Regions from separate parts of the Mus musculus genome. Here region 2 is linked to region 1. A link is a contact called in public promoter capture Hi-C data. All regions are on one chromosome and are shown on one strand. Each heading gives the region's core, a stretch centred on a gene start, on an enhancer-like site or on the middle of the called end of the contact. The rest is flanking DNA. Distances are from core to core; before and after follow the strand shown. Region 1 has its middle 14 kb from the start of Gm52045. Region 2 has its middle 56 kb from the start of Gm41011.

The links. Promoter capture Hi-C pulls out the DNA fragments that hold promoters and counts their contacts.
Region 2: a promoter capture Hi-C map of hippocampal neurons shows a contact between it and region 1, with 2.5 times the contacts expected there. The contact joins two enhancer-like sites. A contact is called at or near these places in 5 of 39 promoter capture datasets (the C10 cell line, cranial neural crest, hippocampal neurons and 2 more) and 4 of 484 Hi-C or Micro-C datasets (cerebellar granule neurons and cerebellum).

What each region holds. Positions count from the first base shown.
Region 1 is chr13:83,867,134-83,871,994 of GRCm38.p6, reverse strand. No RefSeq gene overlaps it. Among named protein-coding and RNA genes, the nearest start is that of Gm52045, 14 kb to the left of the region's middle. Within about 2 kb of position 2,889, at least 36 of the 459 cell types and tissues checked have an H3K27ac peak or open chromatin away from gene starts, as enhancers often do. A contact at or near this core is called in hippocampal neurons, where this site is marked.
Region 2 is chr13:84,397,630-84,402,490 of GRCm38.p6, reverse strand. No RefSeq gene overlaps it. Among named protein-coding and RNA genes, the nearest start is that of Gm41011, 56 kb to the right of the region's middle. Within about 2 kb of position 2,665, at least 18 of the 459 cell types and tissues checked have an H3K27ac peak or open chromatin away from gene starts, as enhancers often do. A contact at or near this core is called in hippocampal neurons, where this site is marked.

The DNA of each region.
Region 1 (4,861 bases), core at 1,640-4,139:
AACAATACTTTCATCAAGTGTCTTATACACTTCAAACCAACAAAAGCATGGGCTGCTGCACATGGCATTTTAAGATGAGGGCAAAATTGCTTAATTACTTTTAAACTATGGTTGCTTGCCTGACAGAACTATTTGGCAAACATAGTCCACCAATTTTATTAAGTGTAGGGACCTGAAACACTAATCTCTTTGGAGCATATTTGAATTTTGTTCTAAGTGAGTTGCACCTCTTGGAGACTTGCACATTATCTTTATCTCGGTGACTAATTAGGACTCGCTTGACAATTTCATATTTACAATGATTATGAAGTAGGAATCCTTTTTCTTGTTCAGACTGTTTGTCATGAATACTGTATAGTAATAGTTACATTGAAGACATAGAGACTCCCACAATATGATTGAGTGGCAGCTTAAGTTTAAGCTGAGTAAACGTGAATGGTATCAAGATGTCTCAATAGAGGGGCAATTATTATCCACTTCTCATGCCATCACTAAAAACAACAAAATAACTGTTCATTCAAGTCATTATATCAGCCATATTTTTAAATGTACTAACAATAAAGTCACTAAAAGTTGGCTTGATTGAAAATGTCACTCCTCATTCCAATCAAACAAATTCAGAATTCTCTTTTTCTCGGGCAAACACTTTCATGATTCCAGGTTGAGGATCAAACCTTTACAGTTAAATATTGTACAGTATTTTGTTACTAAAGCAATACCAGAATACTCTCTAAAGAATCAGCAGGACCTATTGTTTGAGGGTATTGCTAGTAAAAAATGACAAGGGTGGATACTGGGACATTGATCCAGAGGTTGTTGGAAGAAGCTATTTTGTACCACATATGTATAATTGTATGTTAAATCATTAAATATCATTGTTTATTGCTTAGAAATAATTCCTTATGAAAATACATTAAACGTTTGCCCCTTGTTAAGGTCCCAGTTTGATTAATAAACAAATCTTCTGGTATAGTAAACCCAAAACATAACAATGTTGTTAAAAGATTCACCTTTGTAGTGGGATGTTTTCTAAAGTGCCACTTTCAGCAAACACAGTTTCTTTCGATATACATGTATAACACAAACTAAAGAATTGATGCAATCATCCAAATAATTCAAGGGTAAAATACATGTGCTTCAACTATTTATTGCAAGGAAAAGTGAAGGATTTAGCATGAACTGTACAAAGGACTGTCTTGATTTTCTTCACTTTTCATGTGCAGACCTAGTTTACAATAATATTTGTCAACATTTGAAACTTATACATATATAATGCTGAAGTATCTCTCCACAGAAGATGACCACCACTCTTCTCATAGCAATGATTTATACTCTTTGGTTGTACTCATGTTTAGTTGAGTTAGACTCTGTGTGTGTGTGTGTGTGTGTGTGTGTGTGTGTGTGTGTGTGTGTGTGTGTGTTGTGTGTGTGTGTGTGTGTGTGTGTGCGCGCGCGTGTGTGTACATGTGTATGTGTGCAAATTAAATTGAGGTAAAACTAAATAGACTCATCATGTTCATTTATTAACTGCTTGGTTAATAAATAGATTCATATAAATGATACATTAAGTTTCAGAAAAGAGGTTCTTTAATATAGCCTTTCTAAAATTTTATTAATAAATATTTCTGAATATAGCCATAAATTAATTTGTATACATTTACATTTATAGTGAAATAGAAAAACTTTTGAGAGATGTTCTATATTGTACACATTTAAGACTGTTTTACAGTTAGTAAAACATCCATAAAGAAATCAAATATCAGAATTCATTTTCAAAAGTTTCATTGACACAATAAAAATTCAAATATGTGTCAGATTTTACACTGTTTCTTCCATGTTCCACATAGATGACATTTGAATTATTCTACCTTTTGTTTATTAAATGTACAAAGTATATTTTCAACCCATTTGAAAACTCTCTTCTGTTTATTAACACATGAGGACTCTTAGCTCTCTCCTGGGTTTACATAATTTCAACTTGCAGTCTTTACTTTAGCCACATAGAAAAGCATTCCAGAAAGAAGAAAGCAGCTGGTCATGTTTCTTCATCCTGGTACTGTGTCAGAACATGTTTTGTTCAATACTAGAAATTAAATCTTGATTCAGTTAAAATATCACTAGCAAGTTGGACTATAAGTGTTTTACTGGACAAACAGTGTCTAAATATTAAAAGACATCCAAATATTGTTTAAATCTATTTAGCCATGAAAATGAACTTTATGGGTTATATATTTAGCAGATGGGCTCATGTGAAACATTCATTTGTAATTTTCTTGTTTTGTAAAACATTATGCAATTGAAGCTTACAGTATGACCAAAATTCACTCTATCCCCATAGAAACACATGGAACAGAAACAGAATTAAGCATCTCAGAGTATTTTACTTCCCCAATGTTGTTTTAATTCGTTCAGAAAAATCAAATGTCTGTCTTTAAATTTATTTATGAAAACTCAACTTCCAGAGTCAAATGAATACATTTTATATAAACACTGAGCGAGGCCTTGATAGATACTTTCCTTTGGAAATGCTAAGGAGCAAAATATAATAATTTGGTGGCAAACATCTGTCTGTTAATCATATAAGATAAATTCATAAGAAATACAGGAAAGATATTTATTTACTGTTACTGCTAAGCCAGTCTTTATTTATCTTGGAAGATTTTTCATCTATGAGTGGAAAACAAACTTTCCTTCAAGAGGTCTGTGAACCGAATAATAAATGTCAGGTCTAAATCCTGTATGAAAATCAGTCCGGTTTAATCCTGGATATTCCTCAGCATGCAAATGAAGACTAGAGGTTTCCCTGGGCCCGCTGTCATACAGGCAGCCAATTTACAGACCCTGGCACAGTGTATGTGTTATGGGCTCAGCTGCCCCTCCCCCTAGCCTAAGACTTGGTCTCAGCTGCCTGCCTTTCACAGAAAACCACAAACCAAGGAAACATATCAGTAATAGCGCCCTGTAAATTAACTTGACATTTGATGCAGAAAAAACCCTAAAAGCTTACAAAAGACATTGAAAACAAAAGCCACTCAGGACTCACACTACATATATTGTGGATTTAAGAGATCTGGAAGGTGGTTATTCTATTGTAACCAACATATACAGCCTTCTTCTTCTTTGTTAAGACAATTCAGTCATTCTTTGTTACAAGCAGACTATCCGTCAAACAAGAAAACAATGTTTTCCACAAAAACTACTTAGAAGTCCAACTAGTATTATAATCATTATTCAATCAGTGACTGAATTTACATTAAAAATTAAAGTTACGCATTCCTACTGTTTAATAAGAAGATAAAATGTGGGTATATGTTTCCTCAAGAAATAGGACATATTAATGCTTCTAACATGTAAATAATGTAAGACTCATTGCAAAATGGTGTGAATATTACTGAATATGGGATATTTACAAATATTGTGTGTCTTAAAATTGTACCATTCAAGGGATTTCATTCTCCTCATGCTTCAAAAACTCCAAATGCTTTCTATAACAAATATAGATATATGCATATACAGAGATATATAGATACATACACATAAACACACATATGCATATATATGTATATATATGTGTGTGTGTGTATATGTGTGTGTGTGTGTGTGTGTGTGTGTGTGTGTGTGTGTGTGTGTGTGTGGTTCAAAGGAGGACTGTTGATAAAATATTAAATGGTTCTTTGACATCAGCTGTGGCATGAGGCTAGAGCAAGGCACAGAACACATTTAAGCCATTAGACATGCAGGAATGTTACCATTATTATGCAGTATTGTGTCTGGCTATGCCTGCCTCTCTCTCTCTCTCTCTCTCTCTCTCTCTCTCTCTCTCTCTCTCTCTCTCTCTCTCTCTCTCTCTCTCCTCCCCCCAATCTCTGTCTCTTTCTCTCTCCTTACCTCCCTCCCTCTTTTTTTTCTTATACCCTCCTCCCAACCTTCTACGACTTTCTCTGTACTCTCCCTCCCTCAGCAGGGCTTGCTATACTGAACATTACAAATTCTGGTCTTAGAGTCTACAAGTACAGAACCACACTAGTGAAAATGCGTAATCTTAGCATCTGTGCTTTTTGATATTCATGGATTTATTTACAAGTCCCTGTGTTCCACTCTTTTCGCCCTTTCTACGGCTTATATTACTGTCATGCCTATATTCTTGTGGGAATTTCAAATAAGAATCAAGATATACTTGGCAAATGTTCTATAATGTTGTGTGCATCTCCATAATTTAGTTGTTTCTTAAACAGGAAAAAATTTAAAAAGGTTTATGGATTTATGGATATATGAAGAGTATTTTGATTGTTTTTTTAATACTTTAACTGCTCAAGGTTTGGCTTGTAACAATGGATGTAATAAAATAAATTTATGTACATATATATGCTTGTGTATATGTAAATACACCTAAAATAAAAAATTTCATAAACCTGGGTCAAATTTACTAATTAAGCTCACTATATTCACATTTGGTAGCATTTAAGATATTTCACAGAAAGGTTCAAAGGTAAAAGTTCAGCATTTTATCCCTCGTCTAGATATAACACTTAAATATTTACAAAGCAAGGAGTAGTCAAGCTCCTGTTACCCTAGCCCTCAGCATACAGACCAGACACATCCCTGCATGCAGCTCATTTAACAGAAGCCCTCTAGAGCACATTACAAGTGCAAGAAGATTTGTTTTCTTTTCTGTTTGATATGAAGAAAATGATTTTGAATAATTTAATTAGCACCATAGCCAGAAATTTCACTTAATTTACAATAATCTTCCTCTAGTAGATATACTCCTCTAACATAAAAGAATTTCACCTTGAAATTATCAATGCATTTGTTTTTTTAGAGATTAATATTCACTACTATAATATAAAATTGAAATCAT
Region 2 (4,861 bases), core at 1,416-3,915, 530 kb before region 1:
GGCGTGGTGGTGCACGCCTTTAATCCCAGCACTTAGGAGGCAAAGGCAGGCGGATCTCTGAGTTTGAGGCCAGCTTGGTCTACAGAGTGAGTTCCGGGACAGCCAGGACTACACAGAGAAACCCTGTCTCGAAAAACCAAAAAAAAAAAAAAAAGATTAGAACTTTAAAATGTTCTAATTTGACATTATTAGGTAACAAATATAAAATATAAGGCATAATTCTGTAAAAAGATAAAATTATAATTTCTGAACAAAACATTCTTGCTAATAGTTGAGTCTTTTAATATAAAGCTGAGACACACTTCCTCTGCATATTTTCTGGTACTCAACTGAAGGAAATTTGATTAAGATTGGAGAGTAAGTGACATAAAATAATTGGAGGAATGCTAGCAAAGACCTCATCCAGAAGGAATGGCAGTGTTCTAGCATTAATAATGCATCTCTTTGGATGAAATGATGCCCACCCATTCCTGATGTCTATTTTTAAGGTGTACATACCCAACTGAGGTGGCTCTAAGTAATGTCTCTAACACCTTACCACCAGTGAAAGTTCCAAGAGGACTGCTTTCTAGAATGCAAAGATCTGTGGAAGAAGAAGTAAGACCAAGCCCTGAAGTATTAAACCTACTTTACTCTTGCCTCCCCAAGTTCTACATGTAAAGTTTCAGTATGGCCAAAGACACCTGCACCATGGGCTAACTGAACACTTAGTCCTAGGCTGGCTGGGTGTATCACTCACCCAAGCATCCTGCTTTCAGCTGGTGAGGAACATTTGGGATCCGCTATATATAACTGGAGGATTTGATTTTGTAGTATTTAGCAATGTACATATTCTATAGTGTAAATTATATTTAAGTCATTCTTAAAACATATGTCCATGCATTCACAGCTGTCTGCAAATGAAAGTAAGGTCCCAGTTTATCTAGATACAAACAATACTTTTCTAGCCCCTGATTTTCTCTACAATACACTAAAGCCATGAATGTTTCAGCTAGTTATCTTCATAATCTGCATCAGGATTTTTTTCCTCTCATTGTTTACTGTTCTACCAAAGCTTTTCCAGAGAGCATTTTATAGGCAAGAAAAATTAACTTCTTTAAGAACAAATAAAGTGTTTTGGAGCATAAATGGCCATACCTGAAACAATTATCAGGTCAAATTTGAAGGTCTGAGGGGCATCCTGTCCAACATCCTGCCCCAGCAGCCTCCTTCCAGCCTCCCATCCCATCACCTCAGCAACAGAAACCCTCTGAGGCACAGGTCACTCCACTGTGGCATTGACAAGAACACATTCCCTGTGGGTGGTCTGGCTTTTACAAGTGTTTGGACACAAATACATTAATGTGGCCATTTTAAAGCAAATGATTCTTCTATTTTTCCCTGAAAAAAAAAAATCATCCTAGCAGGGTTTTGCTTTCTAAAATACTGTTGCTATTGCTACTGTTGTTGTTTTTAATCTAGAAAATCCAAATACTGAGTAATTTTCAGATTGATGTTAACTCTTGGTTTCCCATCACCCTTCCACCACGTAGCCAGCTCAGGCATTACATTCATGTTTTCAGCTCTGAGCATCGCTATGCCCTGCCTTACTGCAATGATGTTTAGTAGCCTGTCAGTTCCCAGGTCCCAAGGAGTGCAGCCAAATGGTTTTCTACTTAATCAGCATAAAGTGTGAACAGTCAGAAATCAGCTGAGTGCAGGGCTGATCCTGACCATCACAGCAATCTCTATTCTAAATAGGTAAAATTTCAAAGCCTATTGGTAAGCAAAATGTGCTTTCAAAATCCTGTTTTAATTTGTTTTAAAAGAAATAGCTGCATTTTTTTTAAAAAAAAAAGCAGTTTTACATTGACATTTATGGATCAAGTTGATCTGATCTATATGAGGCATTGAGCATATAACAATATATATTCTTCATATAACAGGTACTTCAGGGTGTTAGAAAGTATTAGGCTGTTCTCATGATTGCCAAGAATGGTCATGTTATTGGCAACAGCCTGAAGATGAAAATGACTAATTCACTCATAGATTATTAAGCAACAGGATGTACTCAAAATCAAAGGACCTTAGTTCTTCACATTGAGGAAAGAAACAGCAGGACTTTTCAAGGGTTCTTTCTGAGGTCCAAGTTCTAAGAAAGTCCCAAAGGCTTCTTAAAGTTCTAGTGGTTTAGGCAAGGAACAATCAAGTTAAATAGGTTGCTTTTCAAGGAAAAAGAAGAAGGAAGAGTGGAAAAGGTGAATTATTGACAAGGTGCCATTAATGAAAATGTTTGTGAGATGTGTGTGTGTGTGTGTGTGTGTCAGAGAAAGAAAGAGAGAGAGAGAGAGAGGGAGAGAGAGAGAGAGAGATCTAAAAGACAGTACACAAACTGGGTCAATTTTAAAGGAAAGCTAAAGTGAAAAACAAGTAAATTTATACATAAAAGACTGCTGCAGATGCTGGTCTTCCAACTCCTGAGCCTCCTGTCTAGTTCCAGAAACAGCCCACCCACCTCCTGCCTCGTGGGATGTGTGTTTGGTGCTCTGCTCCTTGTTTGCAGAGCAATCCTTGTTTTGCTCCTTTGTTTTGTCCAGCTTCTATTTTGCTCTCTCTCCTCTTCCCTGTAACCTCTGCCACTCTTCATCTGGCCCTTGCTCTGTGTCGTGACCTTATACATGTTTCTTTCAGGTCAGACATCCTTGAACTTCTCCCTGACCCTAGGTCTCCTCCTGGCCACAGTCTTACCATAGTGCTACAGGCCAGAGGGCTGCCTGGAAGGCTTCTGAGAGGAGAGAGACAGTGATAGCCTAGCTGAACAGCTTGAGCCATGCACTTAAGCCCCTTATTGACAGCATCTTCACAGAGGGGGAAAGCATGAGTCAATTTTGAACTTGAAAATTTTGCATGGTTTCCAAATGTCCTGAATGTATTCTCCTGTTTCATGTGATTATCACTCTGCAGCATGCTGCCGGCTACCTAAATCCCATGCAAATCACTTGCAAGATGTAGGCTCAGTGAAAACACTCTCCCACATGCACAGTAAAAACCAAGCATTATTTCCTACAAATCTAGCTGTAAGAAATGAAAAAGGGAGGTTATTATTATTTTTAATATTAATAGCAACTATTAACTGTTCATTTAGCCTAAATCATCTGGAAGGGAAATCTGTGCTGCTTGCTTGTTAGTCGAACAGAATGCATGATAATGTTCTGTTGTGTGCTATGTGGCATACTCAGTTGCTAGGTTACCCAGAACATCAGGAATTCAGGGAACAATGTACTTATATCTTTTTCAATTTTGAAAAATAAAATAGGTATTGACATAAAATACAGTGTGGCACTGAAGTAATTTTGTAGTGGAGAGATCAGAGGAAGGGGGCCTTTCATCTCCGTGACAGCAGTTTACTCCTCTTGGTGACTTACTGAGGGCAGGGGCAGGGCAGCACAACAGGAAGTCAGTCTCTGGCAGAATGCTTGTGGTCCCTGTACCCCAGCAACTCTTTCTTGAGTCAGGCTCCCCAAAGCCATCCTGCAGCTGCTGTTCTGAGCTATGTCAACTGGTCCTACAGAAACCTATGACAGGTCCAGTGATGTATGGGCCTGCGAGGGAACAGCGAAGCCTTTCATGTTAAGAACAAATATGACAGATCATGCTAAGGTCCTCAGCCAGCCAGGGCCATGCCAGGAACTTCTTTATGATTATTATTATTATCACCTTCTTACTTGGAGATAATGTCATAATTTACAGTCGGGTATTGTGGGACCCAAATGATTGATGCCACTTGGACATGAATTGGTGGGGTTAATAATGGTCATTCACTGTGGCCCAGCATGGGAGGCAGCGCTCTCAGAAAGGCTGCACTCACTCTGGTATTCTGCTCAGGACAGGAAGGTGGACTTCTCCGAGTCAACATGCCATCACATTCTGCTTCTGAAAGCATCCCCTGGGCCTTGATGAAAACTAGGGGCAGGGTACCTCAAAGGCTGCCTCTGTTCTTTCCAGGAATACTTTTGATTTTGTTTAATGTTCAGCCCTATATGTCCACACTGAAGTTTGATTGAGATGTGCAACCCTAATTCTCTGATGAAGCATGGGCTACGTTTGGAAATATAAAGCAAAATCCTACATAGCAAATCTGTTCCATTCTAGCAATGTCTTTAGGTGGGAACCCAAGCTAGAGATAGCTGCCTCCATATTCTCTTATTTATTTATCCTAGGATTATTTTGGATGCCAACAATGATTGGGATAGGACTGTTAATTTTTAAAGTGATTAAAATTAATTGAGCATACTGTAATGTAATCTAAAATACGGGATGGAGGAAATGGAGATTCAGTTTATTTCAAGGTGAAAGGTACTGAAAAGCAATTTTGTAAAAACTTCAAAAAGTTAGAATTGAGTCTTAAGATAGAAAGTGACGCAGGCCTCAGATCCCAGAACTCAGGAGTTAGAGACAGGATCAGGAGTTCAAAACCAGCCTCGGATATATCACAGGTCAAGGCCAGCCTGGGGTACTGGGGATCCTGTTTCAAAAATAAAGTATCATGAAATGAAATGAAATGAAATGAAATGAAATGAAATGAAATGAAATGAAATGAAATCACAAAATGAGCTGAAAACCAGAAGACTACCCTAATATGCTTAGACTGTTCCTGCTATCCTATACCTAAGTATAGGGATAGCAGTATGTGTTGACAAAGTTTCCCAACACTAGCATAAAGTGCTTTGACAATTAAGAGGAGCTATTCTCTGAGCAACGGCCATAAGAGAAGGCTTCTACAAGTGCTTCATGACAATACAGACCTTCAGAGATGATCGAATGTCAGATAAGAGGAAAGTACTTCCAGTGCCATAAAAATCATGCTGGGAGCCATCTTTTT